7 separate regions of the Mus musculus genome follow, and all the other regions are linked to region 1. The links are chromatin contacts, called in public promoter capture Hi-C maps. All regions are on one chromosome and are shown on one strand. The core of a region is the stretch at or near the end of the contact, and the rest is flanking DNA. Distances in the headings are between cores, read along the strand shown. Region 1 holds the start of Pdcl3 (phosducin-like 3). Region 2 holds the start of Il1r1 (interleukin 1 receptor, type I). Region 3 holds the start of Il18r1 (interleukin 18 receptor 1). Region 4 holds the start of Coa5 (cytochrome C oxidase assembly factor 5). Region 5 holds the start of Il1r2 (interleukin 1 receptor, type II). Region 6 holds the start of Il1rl2 (interleukin 1 receptor-like 2). Region 7 holds the start of Mfsd9 (major facilitator superfamily domain containing 9).

Region 1 (2,754 bases), core at 141-2,640:
AGTGACCGCCAACGATACAGCAAACACTGTCTTAACCAGAAACCTGCGCATTTCAGCTTCAGAAAAAACAAACAAACAAACAAAACCCCAAAACACCAGGAGACGACTGGCTAACCCTACATAAACCATGAAAGGTGTCTGCTTGAAGCTGGGCCTCTCTAAACAACAGGTCAGAGCTACGCAACGATACAGCAAACACTGTCTTAACCAGAAACCTGCGCATTTCAGCTTCAGAAAAAACAAACAAACAAACAAAACCCCAAAACACCAGGAGACGACTGGCTAACCCTACATAAACCATGAAAGGTGTCTGCTTGAAGCTGGGCCTCTCTAAACAACAGGTCAGAGCTACGCACTAATTAAAGAAGGTTTATCTGAGTCCTGAGAACTCTTCCCCAACGAGAGGAACCTGGAGACCAAAGGAAGTTACATTCCAGGCAGAGGGACCTGAAAATGCAAAAACGCTGTGACATGCTGACTGACCATCTGTCTGTCCTGAGAGCCTGCAGTAGACTTGGGGAAGAGGAAGACTGTGGCTAGACCCACAGACTTCCCTAAGCTTTAGAGTCTAAAGGATAAATCTGAGAATAGCAGACGCCTGGCCTGCTCCAGAGTCACTCCTGACGGCTAATGTTTAGTAAGCACAAAATACTAGGTATATCCCTTTACTTGAGCCTGTTCTTGCCTCCCAGGTGTAGGTGTGGCCGGCTTGCTGAATGTGTAGATGACCACCCCCTCCAGTCCCCAAGGTCTGTCTCTTAAGCCGGAGCCCACAACTACACGGTCCATCTACCCTCCATCCAGACTCTTCAGAATCCTTAAACACAGCCACATAGAAGGTTGGCGACAAAGTGGCTGACGCATACTTTTGCTCTTCTAAGGCTATTCCGATGCGGTTCTCTAACACACTTTCTTTGGGCTTTTGTCTAATTCCAGCTCAAAAAAGGAAAAAAAATTGCTAAGGAGTTCCACCTTTCTTCATATTAGAAATTAACAATAGTCGTGAGGCCTAGAGTTCAGATCTGGAAACCAGAAAGCACTCCCAACGGACCATCTAGAGTCAGCTCTAGATGGCAGGAGGGTCGGGGCCTTCATCAGGCCTGGAGGAGAACGAGCCCAAAGTCCGGTGCCTACCAAAGGACAGAGATTTGCGGGGCAGGACGCACCGGAGCAGGAGTGCCCAGCCCAGGAGGCCGGAGGGACCGCACCCGCCCTCTCGCAGTGCGCCTGCGCCGGGCCTCCCCGCAGTCCGCCGAGTTCTGTAACTAATCCATGTAGACCCGGCTCCGGGTCTGGCGCGAGCCCACCAAGCCAAACGACCGCAGACTTGGGGTCCCGAGCTCGCCACACTCACCTGCATCTTGCCTTCAGTCACTCAAACCAGCCCTCTGCCCCAGCCCCTCCGCTCCTCTCCGCGCACGCGCGGCACCGCCCCCTCCGGTCTTCTCCCCGCCCCCAGGCACGAAAAGGGCGGAGCCAAGGAGGAAGTGAAGACTGGAGTCTGCGCCTGGTCCTCAGGAACCCGGGCGAAGGCTGAGAGCGTTGGAATGACAGGCCGTGCCTCCGGTGGGTGGGACTATAGGGTGACGTCATTCGGGCCATGTCCAGGCGCTACCTTGTTAGGGAAAGTGGCTGGTTGTTTGGGGCTGACCCGAGGTAAGCATAGGTTCTGCGACTTCCCGGGCCGCCAATCGGAGCCTGTCGGAAGCAGAATTGCCTGACAGTGACCCGATGCTAGGATTAAAAGTGACCCGGGTCACCTGGAGGTCACACACCTTCTCTGTTGAATGGGATGAATTGCTTATTGGGTTTGTTTACTGAGCTCACTGGGTTTGTTTAGAGCATAGTCTAACCTCTGCGGTTACAGCATCAGATTTGAGAAACCGGTGGAGTGGGGAACGCCTGGGCTCCACGCCCCTTCACCCTCACAAAAGGAAAAGGCCACAGTGAGAATCATTTTCTCTGGTTAATACCAGACTCGTGTGACCCTGAGCAAAAGCACAGGCTCCAGGGCGATCCACAGCATTCGGAGCTGGAACTGAGAGCACGGGAGTTAAAAGGCCTTCCACAGCCCTGGACTACCTTGCTGCCTCTGCTCAAGCACACACCGTGGGTACACTTTGGAATTACCAAGGAGCTTTCAAAACTGCAGGTGTCTAGGTGTGGTAGTTCACATCTATAATTCCAATACTCAGGAGACCCAGCCAGGGCTAGAGAGTGAACCTCTGTCTATAAAAACAAACAAAAACTACAGTTACACTAAGGTGTTATTTCCAGACAACTTAAATCCCTGCAGCTGAGGACTCGGAACTGATAATTTCTGGGGAATAATCACTAATATAGAAAAAAAATTACACTATTCCCTGAAAAAAACAAGGAGCATGGATTTAATTTAACCCAACACATTCCAACCAGATTACAGACAGACCTTTTAAAGTGTTAATTAATTTGCCTAGTGTTGTGAATGAATTTTCCCAGTTTTCACTTCCAAAATCAGTTTGTGAGATAGTTTAACTTGAGGGACTTTGATCACAGGCTTCTCTCCACCGCACAGCAGTAAAGCAGGTGTGGTTTGCCCTTTCCTTGCTCCAGGTGGATCCACTGAAAGATGTATCCTGGTGTATTGGAAATAATGTTCCCAGTTGCTTTTTACAGCAGGTGTGCTTCAGAACAATCCCCTGTTAACTCATTGTCTTGACTTTTGGTTTTATTACATTGACTACAACATGGATAAAGTCTTTAACTGAATACACA
Region 2 (2,912 bases), core at 315-2,814, 1.3 Mb before region 1:
TGCTAAGCGGTCTCACTGGGATGGAGATTCAGCGGAAGATGTTACATGTTACAAGCCTCGGGAGTAGGAAGAGCACTCTCCTGCCACATCACAGCATGGGGCTTCAGCAGAGCCAAGGCTGTGTGAGAATTTAGAACAAATGGCCACCCAAGACTGAGCCTACTGGCAAGTAAATACTATGCACCAGAATGGGAGCCAGCCCACGATGTTTCCACTTAGGTCAGAAGCTAGTTTAAGATGTGTGTATATATAATTAAATTAGATAATGGGTAGGATATTAAGAAATTAGAAGAGATCAAAATAGAAAAGGATGCCAGCAGCTGCTTGGTAAGTTAAGAGGGGGAAGAGGTAGTACTTGTCACCAGCACCAGCTCCTGGAGCTCACAGCCATGGGATTCCATGTGGGATATCCACCACCCAGAAGACTACTATTAAGTGAGGATGACTCGGGCACCAATTCCAATGACAGATAGACTTCATCTCTTCTTTATCATGGCCCAAGTAGCCCAACTGATTAGATTCTGTTGTCTCAGTTCCTAGGCTGTTCCTTGGGGTCAGAAAGATGGGATGCTCCCAGCTGGTGAACATCGGAAGCAGTACAGAGAGCTAGCCTGGTGGGAAGATGAGTCTACCTGCCTTCCCTGGCAGCCGCTCTCACTCACCCGGTCTCCCCAAGGGGATCTGAAGCTCAGAGGGTGCCAATCCTCAGAAAAGATAGCCGCTAAGCTTCTGATATAAAGCAAGGTGACCTTGGCATCTCACCTACAGGACTTCTGGGAGGAGAAAGGGCGGTAAGAATAAGGGGCCCTATAAACAGCCAAGTGCTGTGTGGTTTTGTAAATAATGCATCTACATTCCCCAGTATCGACCTGTCTGGAGAGAGGAGACATCTCATCAGGGGCATTAAGGAATCCACTTCTTGCCTCATTAAGACCTCTCTTCTGAGCCCAAACCTCTAAGAGGGACACTCCTGAACAAGTTAGTTGCATTTGGCCCAATTTCAAGGCCTGGGAGCAATTTACTCAAGGGAGACTCATCTACCTAGAGCAAACTTAAAGAGTTGGGCAAGTTCCCAACACACACACACACACACACACACACACACACCAGAAAGGGGGAGGACTAAACTGTCACTACCTTTATCCTACATCCACAGAGAACGCTGACCTGCTGGCTACTGGGAGTAACTTAAGAAAGGCATTTGTCTGGGTCAAGGCAGCTCTGAGGCCTTGCGACCCTATTTCAGGAACTCTCTAGTTTTCTCCTACCTGGGCGTGCCCGGGTGCCCCAGTGGCGATGTTCAACAATCCAGCAGCTCCGAACTAAACCCGTTCAGGCCGGGAGCAACCGGAGCCCTGGGAGCCGCTCAAGGGCTGCTCCGCGCTCGCTCGGGGGTCACATTCCTTCCGCTCTGGGGCAGGCGGGCACCAGCTGGGCTCCCGCCCTTCTAGGTGGGCGCCGCGCTCCCAGGCGGCTCCTGGAACCCCGCACCAGCTAAGACCTTCTGAGCAGCACGCTGCTCCCACTCTGAGCCGCCCGCGGGGGCGTGCAGCGGGCGGAGACTGCAGGCCAGCGTCCTCAGCCTCGGGCTCGGAGCTAGCTGGCCCAGTGCCAATGCCCCGCCCTGGGAGCCGGATAGGTTGGGTTGTGGAGTTTCTGCCCCACATCCCAGAATATCTACATCCACGCAGAACATTCCAGGGTCTCTGTATCCCTCCGGGGGTGGAGGCAATGGAGGGTCTCTGCATCTCCTTGGGGGCATTTGGAGGGTCACTGCATCTCCTTGGGGGCATTCCAAAATCCCTGCATCCTTGCCAGATGTCCCAGATTCCAGGAAGAATGGCTCTGATTCCCAGATGGCTTGGCTCCTCTGAGCAGCCTCTGTGTTCCCACCCAAACCAAAATTAGATGGGTCAACTCACGTCTACATCGCAACCAGATTGTGCCACCTAACAAGAACCGAGCTGGTGACCCATGGGGTATCAGATCCTGAGGAAAACACAGTTCTGTGCTCAGCACAACTGGAGCCCAGTACTGTGTGCCTCGAACTGGCTTTGAGCACTTAGCCGAGTCATTAAGTTTGCAATACCTTGATTTCCTCTTTTGGTATAAAGGCCCGCAGCCTTTATAGGTAGGAGGAGTTAAAGAGCTCTGGTGAAGAGTTGATAGTTCATAGGCTTTTTACTTGGTTGCTTTACTGCTGTCCACCAGGCTGAAAAACAGGTCCCCTTATCATATCCCAATTAATTGTAGGATTTGCTCTGCAAAGGAGAATTCCAGAGTTCTCAGAAAGCACATGAAAAAAAAAATCAAGAATAGCCAAATTTTAGGACAGGGTGCAAGGAGGACATTGTGGTCCTGGAAATAGCACCAACCATTCCGTGCTCCCTACCCTCACCCCCCAGCTTCTTCCACATATAATGCACCACCCTGCAATACAACTGCAAAGAAACAGTGATTGCTTAATACCTCTAGATAGAGCACATGGCCATTTCCTGCATGCCTTCCAGCGTGGACAGGCCTTGAATTTCCTGCCTTATTCGCGTATGCAGCCTAGAAACCCAAGGTTGAAGTAACCCCGGGGGAAACTCTGAGATGGTAGAAAGCTTAAAGGGGCAGCATCAATGGTATATCATAGATGCCACCTGTGGCCTAGCAGGGCAGAAGGTCCTCACTCATTTCCAAAGGTTTGGACTGCTCCTTTGCCTCCGAAAGGCAGGCTTAAGTCTGGCAAGGAACTGGTGCCTTATCCCTAACCCTGCCCTAGCCCTGTCCCATGGGTCTGTATTCCAGAGGCTGTTCTCACAGCCTTGAGTACTTCTAACTCACATCCACAGAAGATTTGACCCCCTTAGAAGCCAGAATTGCCATGTCATAGTCACTGAGGGCTGCCTGGTGTCGGGGTTTTTCAA
Region 3 (2,721 bases), core at 81-2,580, 1.5 Mb before region 1:
CTTTTGCTACAGTCTCCAATGGGTGTTTTACTTCATCTGCAGAAAGGCGAATCAGTCTGGTACAACCAACAAAAATGATCTTGAATACACCCTTGCACTTCTGCTTTAAGAAAAAAAAAAAGGTGTGCACATTTGACTTTCCATCTGTAAGGAAAGGAGAGTCATTGCTACCTCACGACACTTAGCGTAAAAATGCCTGCTGCTATTATCTCCATTTTCCAAAATGTGCCTTCACAAACATGGATCCGGACATGAAGACCATGTTCCCTTTCCCCCCCTCCCCCTCCTCTGGGACCCTATCGTCCTTGCAATATGACACGATGTTTGGCATTGTCAGGAAGCTTGCCAGTTCAGGCCAACCCTAACACACAGCACTTCCAGGGCTCCTGGACCAACCTCCACTTCCTGGTGAGGTACCCAGGAGAAGGCTCTCTGCTTTTCCATAATGTGTGCCTAAGGCAGATATTCTTGTGACTGCAGTGTGTGTGTGTGTGTGTGTGTGTGTGTGTGTGTGTGTGTGTGTGTGTTTGTGTGTGTGACTCACGAGTGTGTGCACAAGAGTGTGAGTGTACATGCATGTGTGTGGGCGCTTGTGCATGCATCAGTGCACACATATGTACATGCATGTACTCATGAGGGAGAGTGAACTATTCCCCAAATCTGCATAAATGGGTCATTCACTGATGCGATAACTGAAGATGTTCTTAGATAAATTTCTGAATATTTCTCCCCTCACACCATTTATTAAACCTGATATTGCCTGTTTCATTTGTCTCCTAAGAGGATTAAGCAACTAAAATACAGCACACCTGTGTGTATTGTCAGCAGAGGGTAAGAGCTGAACAAATCAACTGTTGCTGTGTTTTAGCTGTTCATACCTCTCTACAAAGAACATATACATTTGTACTCACTAGTTATACACACACACACACACACACACACACACACACACACACATACACACCACTCACAATTGACCTTGTTTTCAGGATCGTTGTGGGTGGTTCCTCTCCTTGCTCCAGACAGCAGAAGACAGTGAGGACTGGACATCAGAGTCTGCCCTTACCTTCAGAGAGGTGGCCCACACACAGGCCTGGGCAGTGGCTTCTCCTTCACTTACATCTGTGAAGCAGGATTCGCCCAGCAAGTGAGACTAAATACCTCCTGGTCCACAACTGTGACAACAGACAGGGAGGGAAGGCACAGTGAGGCAAGGCCAGGAGCTTGATTAGAGAGATTTGGCAAACCAGAGAATTATCGCAGGAAAAAAAAAAAAGAAGAAGAAGAAGAAGAAGCCAACGACCGGGGGTAGGGAGGTGGAGGGCTGGGAGAGGAAGATCAGAATAAGAAGAAGAAAGGAAAAGCTAAGGTTTCAGGTGGGCACCGCCTGGGATGGGAGGAGCTCCTAAGAGCTGGGGGACTGAAGCCTAGGGCGCTACAGGCTGCTCCACCCAGGAGCGCTCAAGCTTTCAGTTCTGGGAAGACCTGTACTCCTGGCAGGGTTTCTCTGCATGTCCCTGCTCACCTAAGAGCTCCACAGTTCCCAGAACTAACCCCGACACCCCACCGCTGAGGCGATAGAGCCCCTGGAGTTCTCCTGCCTGGATCTCAGCTGACTCCTCCGCCAGACCTCCAGGGAGGCACAGCCACCGCCTTTGGCTTCCCGGAACCTGCAGCCTGTCTACTCAACCACAAGAACCACCTGTGTGCCCTGTGCGCGCCACACCCTTCAGGCAGAGGGCGCTGAGAACCCAGGACTCCTGCACTGCGGGAGGAGAGTCCTTGAGACTGCCAGGCTCGCAGAGCCAACATAGTGCCAGCCAGCGCAGGATGCCCAGCCTCCTGGATGGGTGGAAAGCCACAATTGGGAAGTTATAGTGAGATTTTAAACTGTTCAAAAGAAACGAAGGCCAAACAGTATTTCTAGATTTTTTTTTTTAATAAGCTAGAACTCTTCAAACACACATGAAGAAAACACACAAGGAGTCAATGGCACAATTATTTTTGCCCAGTGAAAAATAATTTGTCATACAATAATAAATAGGAAAGGCATAACATTTTGATACATGGAAAACAAGCATTTAACAAACTTCAACACTCTTTCTACCAGAACTCACAAACTGGACAGTAGGACGGCTCCTTCCCTTCCTAATCTAATACAGAGATGGCTACAAGAGGCAACACGAGGAAACGCTTTGTTTACCTGTAACTGGTAAGCAAATAAGGTCAGCTCTGCCTGGACAAGCACTTTGAAGAAATGAGGGGAACAAAAGTAGAAATGGGAGAAAGCCCCACAGAAGACATTTTTACATGGATCATGCTTTGAACCTTTCAAAACAGTAAAATAAAACTAATATTTTGAGTTTAGCAAAAGCATCAAAGCATATGTGTGTTCATTACAGAAAAATCTATTATTTCTTCCCTTTCTTCTTCCTTCTTCCTTCTTTCCTTTCCTCCTCCTCCTCTTCTTTTTCTTTGTTGTTGTTGTTGCTGCTGCAGCTGTTGCTGTTGTTGTTAGGACAGGTTTTCTTTTTGTAGCTCTGGTGTCCTGGAACTAACTCTGTAGAGCAGGCTGGCCTCAAACTCACAGAGATCCACCTGCCTCTGCCTCCCAAGTGTGCCATGCTGCCCAGCTCAATTACATGCAAATAGTTTAGACTTATCAGAAGAATCTCGGGAACAAATAATAATTCTCTTTAGTCATTTTCCATGGATGGAGCA
Region 4 (2,871 bases), core at 223-2,722, 1.6 Mb after region 1:
CAGAGCCAGATACTTAAGAGGACTAAGAAGGCAGGGTCATCTCTGGCCCACTGGTCCTTTGTTTGCTTCCGGTAGTGAAAGTTTCTATAAACCCTCTGAGGAGAGGTAAACAGGTAGAGCATCTGCCATGCAGCAAACTCAAAGTCCATCTGCCGAAATCGAAAGAGCCTTCTGAGGTACTTGTAGCGTTTTGCTCCAGCCGTGTGCCTTGCTGCATCCCTGGAATTTAATACTCCATTCCCGTGCATCGAAGAACTCAAGGAAGTACTTGGTAGCATCTTCCTAGATGGAATGAGAACATTTCTCTTAGATGTAATCTTAAATGTAATTATTTGGCTACTAGAACTCCTCGTCAGCGCTATGACGTTTTCTCTTGCCACCTTCAGAAAGGATTAGGGGCCAGAAGCTATAGAGTTGGTTCTGGGGCTTGTCTAGGGGCTGGCCAAGGGTAATGCCATCAAGGCAGTACCACAAACTCCTGTATCACCTGAAACAAGCACTTAACTTCAGTCGATGGTTTCCCAACCTTCACCTCAATCAAGCCTTTGACAGCTGCAGTAGCTCACTACTGATAATGGAGGCCAAGGAAAAAGCAGCACAAGGGGGTGTGCAATGACGTCCTCATTAACACGGGACAATGACCGAACACTGGTTCAAAATTCCGTGTTTGTAATGACCAAGATTTAAAACAAACAAAAAGTTTAATCTAAAAGCAAGGTTACTGAAAAAGTAAGACACACAGTTTATTTGTACAAGTCCATCGGCGATGGCCAGCAAGTCCCTGGTTATTCAGAATGTGACAATAAAAATTACACTCCTTGATGGTTTTACTCCTAGGATGGCTGGGTAGGAGGAATAACAGCGCGAAGGGGCCAGTCCAACTAGTCCGAAGCTAAATGACTGCTGGTCACCGCCCAGCCTACCTGCCCTCCGCGGCGCGGCGCGGCGCCCCGCCCCGCCAGCAGGTCTCCATTACCCCAAGCCTCTGTCAACTAAAAATACAAACGGCCCAGTGACATTTGACTTAAGAACAAGCAACGACAAGGTTTCAGGGTGTGTGTCTCCTTGCAAAATTTCAGACCTGCTTAGAATAGAAAAACGGCTCTAATCCTGCGATTCCCACGTAAGCGGCTGTCTTTGGTTTTACCCAGCAGCTCCACGGCGGGCCTAGGACTCGAGCTGCCGGGCGCCGGCCGGTCCCTCGCCCAGCCGCTGAGACGCCAGGTCGCGAGCTAACCGTGGAAACGGCCGACGGCACGAACGCCACCCTGCGCACACAGAGCAGGCCGCACCTGAAGGCCCTCGAGGCCTCGTCCTGGGCCCGGGACTACCGCCACCTTCCCAGGGCAGCCGAGCCCAGCCGCCGCTGGGGCCACTTCCCTTCCCGCTACGTAGCCCGCACTTGCGGCGCTCTGTATTTACGTTACGGACACGCACTTCCGCCACGCGTGCGCATACCCTGAAGAGTCGCACTCCTGGCGGAAGTTGTTGAGACTTTCTCCCACCCTCGCCGGTAGCTTGCCAGTGGGCGTGTCCCACGCCCTTCCGGGCCGTGCGGGGTGACCGAGGGCCGTGATCCAGTGTGGTGAGGGCGGTGGGTCCCCGCCATGCCCCGGTATTATGAGGACAAGCCGGAGGGCGGCGCGTGTGCGGGCGTGAAGGAGGATCTGGGTGCATGTCTGCTGCAGTCTGCCTGTGTGCTCCAGGTAGCGGATCTGGGTGGCAGAGCTCAGTCAAGACTGGCTCCATGATGGCCTGCGAGGGGAGGTCACGTCGAGGGTAGAGGTCGCGCGTCCGCTCCTGACTTTGGACAGGTCTCTTGAGCTCGCATCCCCAGTTCTTACTGGTGTTAAGTGGGAGATAACTTACTACCCACCTAAGGATTTTGTAAACCTTCAGCCAGCTCTGTTCAGGAAGCGATCCCTGAGTGCTGGCACGCGCCACCAGAGACTCCCACTCTAAGGGCAGCTGCCAAGGCCTGTGCCTGCGCCGCATGGCTACTTGATCTGTGGTGGAGAGTTTTGGTTCCTTGGCTTCTAGAATATGGAAGTATCTCATGGTGTGCCATAGTTTCTCTCTGCCGATCTTTAACCTATCTTAAACCTATAGCATTGCATTCTGGGAGGAATTCAACATAAGCCTTTATACTATGTGCTGCCTTGGGAAACAGGCGAGGAATGAGAAGGGCTCAGAGAAACGTAGGGTATGAACTCAGATGATCACAACGTACCTTCCAGTGGGGGATAGTGAGGAGAAAGGGGAGTGGGGAGAAGGTTCAGAACTTTCTCAAAAATAGACTTCTTAAGATTTTATGACTCTTGGAAAACCAGAAAAGTTGAAACTTCCAGAGGGAACTCAGTATGGTTTTCCCATTACTGACCTTGACCTCAGAAGAGCAAGGCCTCTTGCCCGCTGACTCATCTCTCCAGCCCCTCCACCTTATTACTTGAGATAGCATGTCAGTGGACCTAATTGGCTAGCCTAACCAGATCTGCTTGGCTCCACTCCCATTCTGGGATAAACGACTTCTGCCACCATGCCCAGCTCTTTATGTGGGTGCTGAACTGGGAGCTCTCATGCACAGCAAGCATTTTCTTTACTTAGCCACTTTGCCAGCCCCTCCCTATTAACATTTATATACAGAGTTTAGTACTAACACTAAAAGGTCTTTATTTTAACACATCCAATTCATGGTTCTCATCCATAGGAAGGCTTATACAAACATTGACGATATGTCCTAAAAATCTTAGGCTCTGGGGGCTGGAAAATAGATGGCTCAGTGGTTAAGAGCACTTGTTGCTCTTACAGAGGGTCAGGATTTGGTCCTAGCAGCCATAAGGTGGTGCACAATCATCTATCCTCCAGTTCCTC
Region 5 (2,860 bases), core at 5-2,504, 1.1 Mb before region 1:
TGCCGCTTCTGCTGTCCCTAGAGGCTGGCGCTGCTATCCTGGGGTATGGGAGGAGGGACGTGATCACGTGATCTCCCCGGTCTCACTGTCAAAAAGTCGGACGTGGTCACGTGATCGCTCCATTCTCGCTGTCAAAACAGTAGGATTTGAGGGTGAGCTGGGAATGAGAATGGCTTGGGGAAGCCCAGGACAACCTGCAGCACACGAGGGAGGGTCCATCCCCGCAGCACTACCAGCTAAGAAAAGGAAAAGAATGCATTGAGGCAGGCGAGGCTCAGAGAGGCCTCGGGGAAGACATTCTTCTGCACTTATGCCTGTAGGAACAAGATGCTGATCCCGGAGAGCAAGCCTCCAGGTAAGGCAGAGCTAGAGGAGGGTGAGGTTGATGGAAGCCGATATGGAACACGGACGGAAGCCAGCAACATCCCACTGCAAGCAGGGACTGGGAAGGACAGGCCAGTCTTTTGCCTCTATTTACACAGTAGGAAACCCAGAGAGAAGCTCTGGCCAAGATCACCCTGTGTAAGGAGGCTGAGGTCAGAGACATATAAGCTAGGGCTCAGAAGGGAAAAAATGGGCTTCAAAATAGAGTAGGGGACTGAAGAGAAGAGACTTTAAGAAGCAGAGGAGGGAAAAAAACCAGTACATTCATTTATCTAATAACTGTGTGTGCCAGGCAGGTCTTAGAGTGCTGCCCAGTCTGCCTGGAAGCTATGGTTTCTGAGAGGCATCAGGTACATTTAAAAAAAAAAAATCACCCTAGGAAAGTCCCCAAAGCCTTTCAACGTGCTCTGCGCTCTGTCCCAGATGCTCAGCCTCCCAAGGTAAGAACCCAGCCCACTCCCTTCCTCCAGGTGAATTCTAGATGCTTGTCTGTCCCCTGCTACCTGGATCTGTGGACATTCAATAGCAGCTCTCTGATGTAGTCCCCCCCCTCCCTTTTTTTCTAACAGAGAAAACGAAGTAGAAAACAATCAAGGAATAAAGTGACCTCCACACAGGTGAGGAGACCGCTCACCCAGAGGAAGCTAGGAGACTCATAGAGGGTTGCCTGAGGACCCACTAAAAGCAGACCTGATGTTCAGACTGGTGTCTGACTGGTGACTGGCTTCCTGGTGTCTCCCCCTGCCTCTTTCCCACCTTCTTACCTGGAGCTGTGTATTCTTGTACCTTGCTGCTTCTTGCCTGACTGGGGAAGGCTGCTGGGCCAGACTTTCACCTTCTGTGATGTCCCAGCAGCCCCCTCAGGGATTTATAGGCTCCTGCTTGTGGTTTCCTAACTGGCCTGTGTCACTCACTCTAATTGGGTGGTGGTGGACACACCTTTTCCCTGCTCACGGGGAGCACCCTGCTCATGGTGCTTTGTGCGTACATCCTTGCCATATGGGGAAGTGGCCTAGGAAACTCTGAGTTTCCTTATTTGAGTGTGTGTGTGTGTGTGTGTGTGTGTGTGTGTGTGTCGCTAGAATGGCATGCTTCCAGCCAAGAACACATTTTAAAGTGATGCTGGCTGTACATGAAGAAGTTGTAAACAGTTTCACAGGCAAGATTTCACCCCATCTGCTGGATGCTGCTTAAAACCCAACCATGGTCCCATTAAAGAGAAAAGGAGGGTTTTAAATGAGTGGGACACAAGATCCCCACTCCCACCCCCAAGGAACTCTTCTTGACTAGGAGGAGGATTAAATGGATGGGCTTGTTTTAGGGGGGCCTTTGTTTGGCTTTTTGTTTGTTTGTTTGTTTGGTTGGTTTTGTTTTTAACTTTTTGTCTGAGTCTTTGGAAGCTGGGAACATGCTGCTTAATGTAGAGAAAGTGACTGCTAATGTAAGTTAAGGATTTCCAGGTCCGGAGACAGGCTCGGGTTTGGTGCTTCAGGAAAAAGTGGTAAGACAGCCAAAGGAGGAAGAGGATGGTGTGTGTAGTGCTGCAGTCCATGAGCCAGAGAGCCAGAGGCTGGACAAAAACCCAAGACATGGATGCTGCCCTTGTGGCTCCAGGGACCCTGTATGGACTACAATTCATTCTAGCCCACTGAGGCCCATGCAGACCTCCGACCTCCAGAATGATGTAGGAATAAGAACAAATGCAAATCTCATCCCCTGCCCCCCACCCCCGCCTTCATCTTACCTCCCCAAAAGGAGTCTGAAGCCCATGTTTTCTCTCCCTGTCCTTAATTTGTGAAGTACTTATGAGAAAGAATTGTTTGTATGACAAAGAGTCCTTCTGTTGCCCAGCTGACCAGAGTAGGGCTTAGAATTCTCCACCACATATTGTCTCACTGTGAATTTTATCCTAGGTATTTGATGACCATATTTTCTTCCATCAATATCGCAGAATTTGTATCTGCTAAAGACAAATGAATGGTAAAGACAATGTGTCAAAGTATTCAGAGTTCAGACCACCCCCTCAAACTGGGCATGCATGCATGATGTTGGTGGCTCACACATACTGTCTTCCAGTCACCTTCCTCCACTCTCTGGGCTGCATGTCACTTAAAAGTACCTTGCCACAGGTTTTCCATGGGTGGCTTCTGGTTTCTGAGCCAGAACCACATTGGGTCTAATTGAGGAGGAGTCTCTACCTCAGCATTTGCAACAAGCATCTTGGGTAACAGGCATCTTGAACCTCAAAGGATCTTGGTCATTTCCCATGCACTGGTGGGGAAGTTGAACTGAACATTCTATTGCTGCTGGGCCCATGAATGGAGATGGAGGGATACAGGAGAAGCAGTCATTGTTCCATGGGTCCTGCTGAGGCTTGCTACTGTCACTACTAAGTTTGAACTTTAGTAGTGGTAGTAATAGTAGTAGTTGTTGTTCTTCTTCCTTCTCCTCTTCCTCCTCTCCCTCTTCCTCCTTC
Region 6 (3,064 bases), core at 181-2,680, 1.3 Mb before region 1:
GGCCCACTTTCCAGGTCGGAGTCTTCTAGCCGCCCCAGTGACTATTGATCGCTAACTCCCTCCGCTCCGGCTGCCCCGGGCTTGCTCCACCTGCCTATGGGGTCTCAGAGCGCTGGGTCTCGTGGAGCAGAGCGGGAACCACTCTGGGGACCGAATCCTGGTTGGTCACCGCACTCTGCACCTTGGGCATCGCTTCTCCGCCGCGGGCGGAACAGACTCACCTTCCCCAAGTGGAGCAGGACAGAAATAATCCGTCCTTCGAAAATCGTTCAGTCTTTTTTTCCTGATCCCAGGCCAGCACGTTCATCTATCAGGAATGTCGGCTTAAATATGCTCCAGATCATCGCTAAAAATTATTATATCCTTTCCAAACACTATCTGAGCGGTTCTTACACACCCAGCACTGTCCTAAAATGGACTATTCCAGAGGTGGAAGCGCTTCTGAGAAAAGGCATTAACCCCACCCCAGCCCCGTCCTCGTGCCAGATCTTAGGTAAAGCAGACTCCCGACAGGTTGAGCACCGATACAGTCAGTCTAAACTTGCCATAAAGTAATGCTTGCTCGGACCTGTCTTCCTGCGCCAGAGACACTGGAGACCCCACTAGGCACTGAGAAGAGCAGTGGCGGCAAACGCTGTCAGACCAACAGCTTCTTAGTGGGCATCCCTCGGAGTCTTTGTGGATTAGAAACTGTAAGACTTTGAAAACAACCACAGCGTCAGTCTGACTAGCTGTCCCAGGTTCACAAAGTTAAGATGTACACGTGTCTGTCCGAGTACTGTCCCTTGGCAGAAGCACTCTGCCTTACAATTCTGGGATGATCTCTGTGTTGAGTAAGTCTGCTGATGCATGAGGAATCAATCATTAGTTCTGGATACAGAACAGATATGGGGATAGTGAGTTTTCAGGGAAAACAAAAACAAAAACCACGACGTTAAGCGGAATGAGAAACAGAAGAAACGTCCTACCTATACGGAAATTAAACAAACAGGAAGCTAAGATGTAGAAGAGAGATTACAGGGGTGGGTGGATGAAGCCGGTGAAAAGAAGCTGGGTTCAATTAGTGCGCACCAAACCCCAGTAATATATAAAATTAAGACAAAACTGATTGAAGTTTTAAAAATAAAAACACAAAACTATCACGTGTGTGCACGCAGAACCTCCCAGAGAACTACGGAAGGAACTGAGACTGTACTCACAGAGGTCTGAAGGACAATTTCAGCTTTGTTTGGAGTGGCCAGAAGAAACCCAGCTTTGGTAGAAACTTACTGACTTCAGTCTCCTCTGGTGACCCCCCTCTTCTTCTCACTTTTGTATCTTGAAGTGTGTGCCACGCAGTTGTCAAGGGCCACATAATTCCAAACAAGCTGTGTCGCGTAAGCAACAAACATCAGAAGCCATCATCTCCCAGCTTCCGGTCTCTGTCCGCCCAAACCCAAACTCCCAGTCTTCAGCTTGGTGCTTATTCTCTCCCCTCCCCCTCCCTTTGTGTGTGTCTGAGTGGTGTGTGGGGGTGGAGAGCAGAGAGGGAGAAGCAGGAAATTCCTTAAGCAATGTAAGATATTCTTACATAAGATTTCCTAGTCACTGTATAAAATTTACTATACTGTGCACTTACATAACTTACTTTTTAATAAAAGCATTATACTTGCGGGATTTAAACATTTGAGGTGTGGTCCTTCTCAATAAAGGCTTGCCCCATCCTGTGAGCATGAGCAACCGACGTGTCTCTCTCCCTTAGCCATTTTGGTTGTCCCATTTTTTTTACGTTTTGCTAATTATTATACATAATGTTGCCGCGACAATCCTGGCAATGTCTCTTACACGTCTGAGAGAAGCTCCTGGATCATTAGGTAGGTGTGCCCTCGTCTGCGTTGGCAAACCTCTGACTGATTATTCCATGACACCATTCTCTAGAGAAGGATTCTGATGCCCCATGTTCTTGCCAAATATTAAAGGCATCCGAATGTGTCCGATGGCACACTGAGTGTTGGGAAGACAGCTTAGAGACATGAGCCCTTCAACAGCTTGCCACCATGATTTTCTGGTAAATAACATTTTTTTAAAAGAGATATTCAACTATTAGGAAGCACATAAGATATGAAATACAGTTAGGAGACAGGTGGAAAGAATATGATAAGGCACAGCCTTTCTCCTGAGCAGTGGCCTGGAGCCCAACAGGTAGATGTCTGGGGCAAGAGCTCTCTCTTTCTACTTTTTACGTTTTATTTTTACTATGTTTAATTATGTGTGTGCATCTGCACTGGCTATGTGCATGTGACTGCAGGTGACCATAGGGTCCAGAAGAGGGTGTCGGCTCCCTTGGAGCTGGAATTACAGGTGTTTGTGAGTTACCTGATATGGGTTCTGGGGACCAAAGTCTGATCTTCTGCAACAGCCATTTACATCCCTACAGAATGAACCGTCAGTACAAAGTCTCTGAAGGACCGAGTTTGGGACACTCCAAAAAAAAAAACTGAAATGAAGGGAGAGTGATTGCCACACAGCAGAGGGGAGAGCTGGGTAAACTGAAGTATGGAAGTAGGTGTGGCTAGATCACATGGGGCCTGGGAACGACAATACAATGGCTGCCATTATTATAGGCAAAATTAAAAGATATTACAATGTTTAAATCAGGAAAAATATAATCTCACACTAATTCCTCCTCACCCCGGAATTGGTACCCTTACCACTAAAGACAGCCTAAAGCGCAAAGCACTAAGGGAACAGCACAGGTTTTCAAACCAGGTGCACATAGAGCTGAAGAGGAATGGCAGGGTGAAGGCATGGGGGCGGGGGAGTTGCATGGGGAAAGAGTAGATCTAATAATACACAAAGGCAGGGCAAGTCGGTGTGTGCTACTGAGCTCATGGCTGCTGTGTTCCCCTGAGACACAGAGAGTGGGGGTTAGGGCCTAGACCAGCAAGCCCTTCTTCAGTAACAGGGGAGAGAGAGAGAGAGAGAGAGAGAGAGAGAGGGAGAGAGGGAGAGAGGGAGAGAGAGAGAGAGAGAGAGAGAGAGAGAGAGAGAGAGAGAACCAGGAGATCAGAAGATAAAGAGGATA
Region 7 (2,869 bases), core at 281-2,780, 1.8 Mb before region 1:
TTGAACTATTAATTCTAGTCTCTTCTGTGACAAAACTTAAGAAATGCTGTTAGTAGGTGTTGGTTTTCTTCTGTTCCAGATCCCATAAGGAAGCAGCCACAGCCAAAGATTTCTGTAGGCCAAGGCATTTTACCTGATACACACACACACACACACACACACACACACACACACACACACACACAGGAGCTTGTGCTTGCATGCACATGGGCTCACACAACTGAAGTGGGGCTACTGACAATGGTTAATAGTTCACTAACTATTAAATATCACACATCTACTTTGTTTCTGTCCACTGCTCTCAGAATGAAACCTCTAGGCTATAGATGACTGAAACCCTGTTTATTCTACATCTTTGTGTTTGGATGTTTTGGTCACACCCATCTTGAAGCCTAAGGCACTACAGACTCTACTTCTTTGGTCAGCACATTGGGAACAAGCAAAAGGAATGTATTCTAAATTCTACCATTTCGTTTTCCATTTAATCACGAGGAGAAAGTCAAGTCAAGGTCCCAGGCCCTAGGGAGCTGGGGAGTTCGCTATAGCTGAACAGCTTCTGCTGTAAGGAAACAGTTGTCTGAGTCCAGATATCTCAGGGACAACTAACTTTTCCATCTTGGCTGGCAGGGTCAAACAAAATTCATGTTCCCATGTCCAGGAACCTACTCCTATCCTGATTGATGGAAACGCCCTTGCTCAACCCCTTATCTTTAAATATGATTGACAATGTTACAGCCCACCCAGCTCCCCCTCTCTTTATGGTTTCCTGCTTTAACTATGCTATACAGTATCTCTTTGAGATCATAGTTCAGCTCTCCTGTCTTTTCTGTGGCCCTGATTGATTAATAGTGTCTTGGTTATAGTAAGTTTTTGTCATCTGCATCGCCCTGAAGTTTGAGTTCCGTTGGATTTAAGCAGATCCCACAAGCACACCAAGGCTCACACTTCCTTATGTCACGTGTCCTCTAACTTTTGTGTATCTCTCTATTGTACGTTTATTATTTACAATTCTTCATGCTTTTCATGGTGTGCTCCTGTTACTCCCTGAAGCCCAACTCTCAGCCTATTTCTGGCCTGTTTTCCTTGTAGAGCTACGAAGTGCTGACTAATGCTTACAGACTTCTTGGATATCTAGAAGTCTCTCTAAATTACTACCCATTGTTTTTCAAATGCATACGAAAGCTTCCACAGCCACCTTAACTCGTTCCAGGTCTGTAGAGCCAAGTAGGAAGTAGGGCCCTGGGTCTGTGATCCTTAAAGCCAGAACGGCTATCACTGAAGAAAACCTGGTACTAGCAAAAAGACACAATTCCTTCGTGCCTTACACCACCAGGGAGCGAGGAAAGATGGCACCAGTCACTTGTCACAGAACTTGCGATCTTGAATTAAGACGCCCGCGGTAGGTACCACCACAACAGTAGTCACACCCACCCAGCGGCGCGACCTTCCATCTGCGCAGGCGCACGCAGATCGCTTCCGCCATGGGCGTGGTCAATCCTGGGCGTGGCCACGGCGGGGGCGTGGTCTGCAGTCGGCTAAGCTGTCCGCACCCCCAGCCCTCCTGGGAATGGCGCTGGGGGTCCCGGGGCACGGGGCTTCGAGGCAGGATCTAGCCTCGGAGACCCCGGTGACAGCCACAGCACCGTCTAGTGCTGTGAGCTCCCGCCGCTTCCTGCTCTGGCTCTACCTTGTAGGCTTCTTGGTGAGTGCCCGCACCGGGGCTGGGGAAAAGCACCAAGTCTCTGCAGACTTGCACTTACCTCAAGTTCCCGGGTATTTTACACAGCTCCAGCCCGGAGTCTGAAGTGTGCTGTGAGGTGCCTCCTCTTGCCCTTTCACCACTGACCTCAGGTGTGACTCCTTGACCCTGGAGGGGTCTACACTGGAGGCCTTAAAGCTGGAGATTGGAAGTTAAGGTGAACGGCACACAATTGTCTTTGGCAAAATGGCATGTGTTTTTGTTTTGCTATAATGTCTGTGCATGTGTGTATTGGTTTGGTCCACAAATAGTCCTTTGCCCTGTAGAATGAGAAGCTTAAGAAGTTATTCTCCCATCCATCTGTTTATTAATGAAGTTTCATTACTAATGAATATTCATGAAGTTTCTGAATGCCTGCCGCGTGTGGTACATGCCCTGGAGCACTGACATCATAAGCAGTTTCTGCTTCCAGAGAATTTACAGTCTTAGTCTTGGACCCTGATTCACACTGGCTCCTCTTTCAAGGCGAGGTTTAGTTCAATAGGCCTGGTTATAAGCAGCCGGAAAAATCTTTCAGTAGGATTTCTTCATCAGGCAGACGGAACCAATTAGTTGAATGATCAGTGGGAAAAGACTTTGTGGCAGGTATCTATCTGATTGGCACTGAACCTGAGAAAACAATTCCTATTGTTCCCTGTCCAGATGAAGTAAGTCTACTCTTTTTTTCCAGACTGAAGGGTTGCTGGAATTAGGAGTTAGCATGCTGAGCCATGTAGCTAAGGAACAGAGAGGCAGCCTCTGTTTGGATTCCAAATTGTCCAACAGTTGGTAGAGGTTCCGTTTAATTAATGCTTGTTAGAATCTTGAAAGAAGTAGATTTCACCAAATGTCTGTATTCACCGAGCTAGAAGGTATTGAGTACCATGCCTGAGAGATATCTCTGCCTAAAGTATACTTTGCAGGTCCCAAGATATACAGTTTCCCTTCTTAGGCTCCCTGCCTTGACTTTAGAGAGTAATGTCCTTGCTTTTTGGTTGTACTTTAGGGATGCAGACATTATTTACTTCCACTGTGTAGTCTGGTTGTTCAGAATCCAAAGCTGGGGAGTGGATGTTTCTGGGAAAGGATGCTGACTGTCATCCACTGGGGTGATGCACGTCTCCAACCTGC

What was found. Promoter capture Hi-C pulls out the DNA fragments that hold promoters and counts their contacts.
Region 2: a promoter capture Hi-C map of pre-B cells shows a contact between it and region 1, with 3 times the contacts expected there. The contact joins the promoter of Il1r1 here to the promoter of Pdcl3 in region 1. A contact is called at or near these places in 1 of 39 promoter capture datasets (pre-B cells) and 1 of 9 other capture datasets (liver).
Region 3: a contact with region 1 is called in a promoter capture Hi-C map of pre-B cells, with 4 times the contacts expected there. The contact joins the promoter of Il18r1 here to the promoter of Pdcl3 in region 1.
Region 4: a promoter capture Hi-C map of liver shows a contact between it and region 1, with 6 times the contacts expected there. The contact joins the promoter of Coa5 here to the promoter of Pdcl3 in region 1. A contact is called at or near these places in 2 of 39 promoter capture datasets (liver and pre-B cells).
Region 5: a contact with region 1 is called in a promoter capture Hi-C map of the C10 cell line, with 4 times the contacts expected there. The contact joins the promoter of Il1r2 here to the promoter of Pdcl3 in region 1. A contact is called at or near these places in 2 of 39 promoter capture datasets (the C10 cell line and pre-B cells) and 1 of 9 other capture datasets (liver).
Region 6: a contact with region 1 is called in a promoter capture Hi-C map of pre-B cells, with 2.7 times the contacts expected there. The contact joins the promoter of Il1rl2 here to the promoter of Pdcl3 in region 1. A contact is called at or near these places in 2 of 39 promoter capture datasets (liver and pre-B cells).
Region 7: a promoter capture Hi-C map of pre-B cells shows a contact between it and region 1. The contact joins the promoter of Mfsd9 here to the promoter of Pdcl3 in region 1. A contact is called at or near these places in 2 of 39 promoter capture datasets (liver and pre-B cells), 1 of 484 Hi-C or Micro-C datasets (muscle stem cells) and 1 of 9 other capture datasets (liver).

Annotation. Positions count from the first base shown.
Region 1 is chr1:38,986,450-38,989,203 of GRCm38.p6, reverse strand. Pdcl3 (phosducin-like 3) reads right to left here and starts at 1,390. Exons shown (of 6, transcript NM_026850.4): 1 at 1,355-1,390. The coding sequence starts at 1,360.
Region 2 is chr1:40,265,238-40,268,149 of GRCm38.p6, reverse strand. Il1r1 (interleukin 1 receptor, type I) reads right to left here and starts at 1,564. Exons shown (of 11, transcript NM_001123382.1): 1 at 1,269-1,564.
Region 3 is chr1:40,464,615-40,467,335 of GRCm38.p6, reverse strand. It overlaps Il18r1 (interleukin 18 receptor 1), which reads right to left and starts at 1,330. Exons shown (of 11, transcript NM_008365.2): 1 at 979-1,330. Il1rl1 (interleukin 1 receptor-like 1) reads right to left here. Exons shown (of 11, transcript NM_001025602.3): 11 at 1,921-2,721.
Region 4 is chr1:37,428,704-37,431,574 of GRCm38.p6, reverse strand. Coa5 (cytochrome C oxidase assembly factor 5) reads left to right here and starts at 1,472. Exons shown (of 3, transcript NM_198006.4): 1 at 1,472-1,706. The coding sequence starts at 1,608. It overlaps Unc50 (unc-50 homolog), which reads right to left and starts at 1,436. Exons shown (of 6, transcript NM_026123.4): 1 at 1,082-1,436; 2 at 1-282. The coding sequence starts at 278.
Region 5 is chr1:40,083,108-40,085,967 of GRCm38.p6, reverse strand. Il1r2 (interleukin 1 receptor, type II) reads right to left here and starts at 1,254. Exons shown (of 9, transcript NM_010555.5): 1 at 1,149-1,254. Gm16894 (predicted gene, 16894) reads left to right here and starts at 117. Exons shown (of 4, transcript NR_037980.1): 1 at 117-355; 2 at 681-824; 3 at 954-1,001.
Region 6 is chr1:40,322,955-40,326,018 of GRCm38.p6, reverse strand. Il1rl2 (interleukin 1 receptor-like 2) reads right to left here and starts at 1,430. Exons shown (of 11, transcript NM_001356478.1): 1 at 1,270-1,430.
Region 7 is chr1:40,789,318-40,792,186 of GRCm38.p6, reverse strand. It overlaps Mfsd9 (major facilitator superfamily domain containing 9), which reads left to right and starts at 1,530. Exons shown (of 6, transcript NM_172499.2): 1 at 1,530-1,702. The coding sequence starts at 1,568.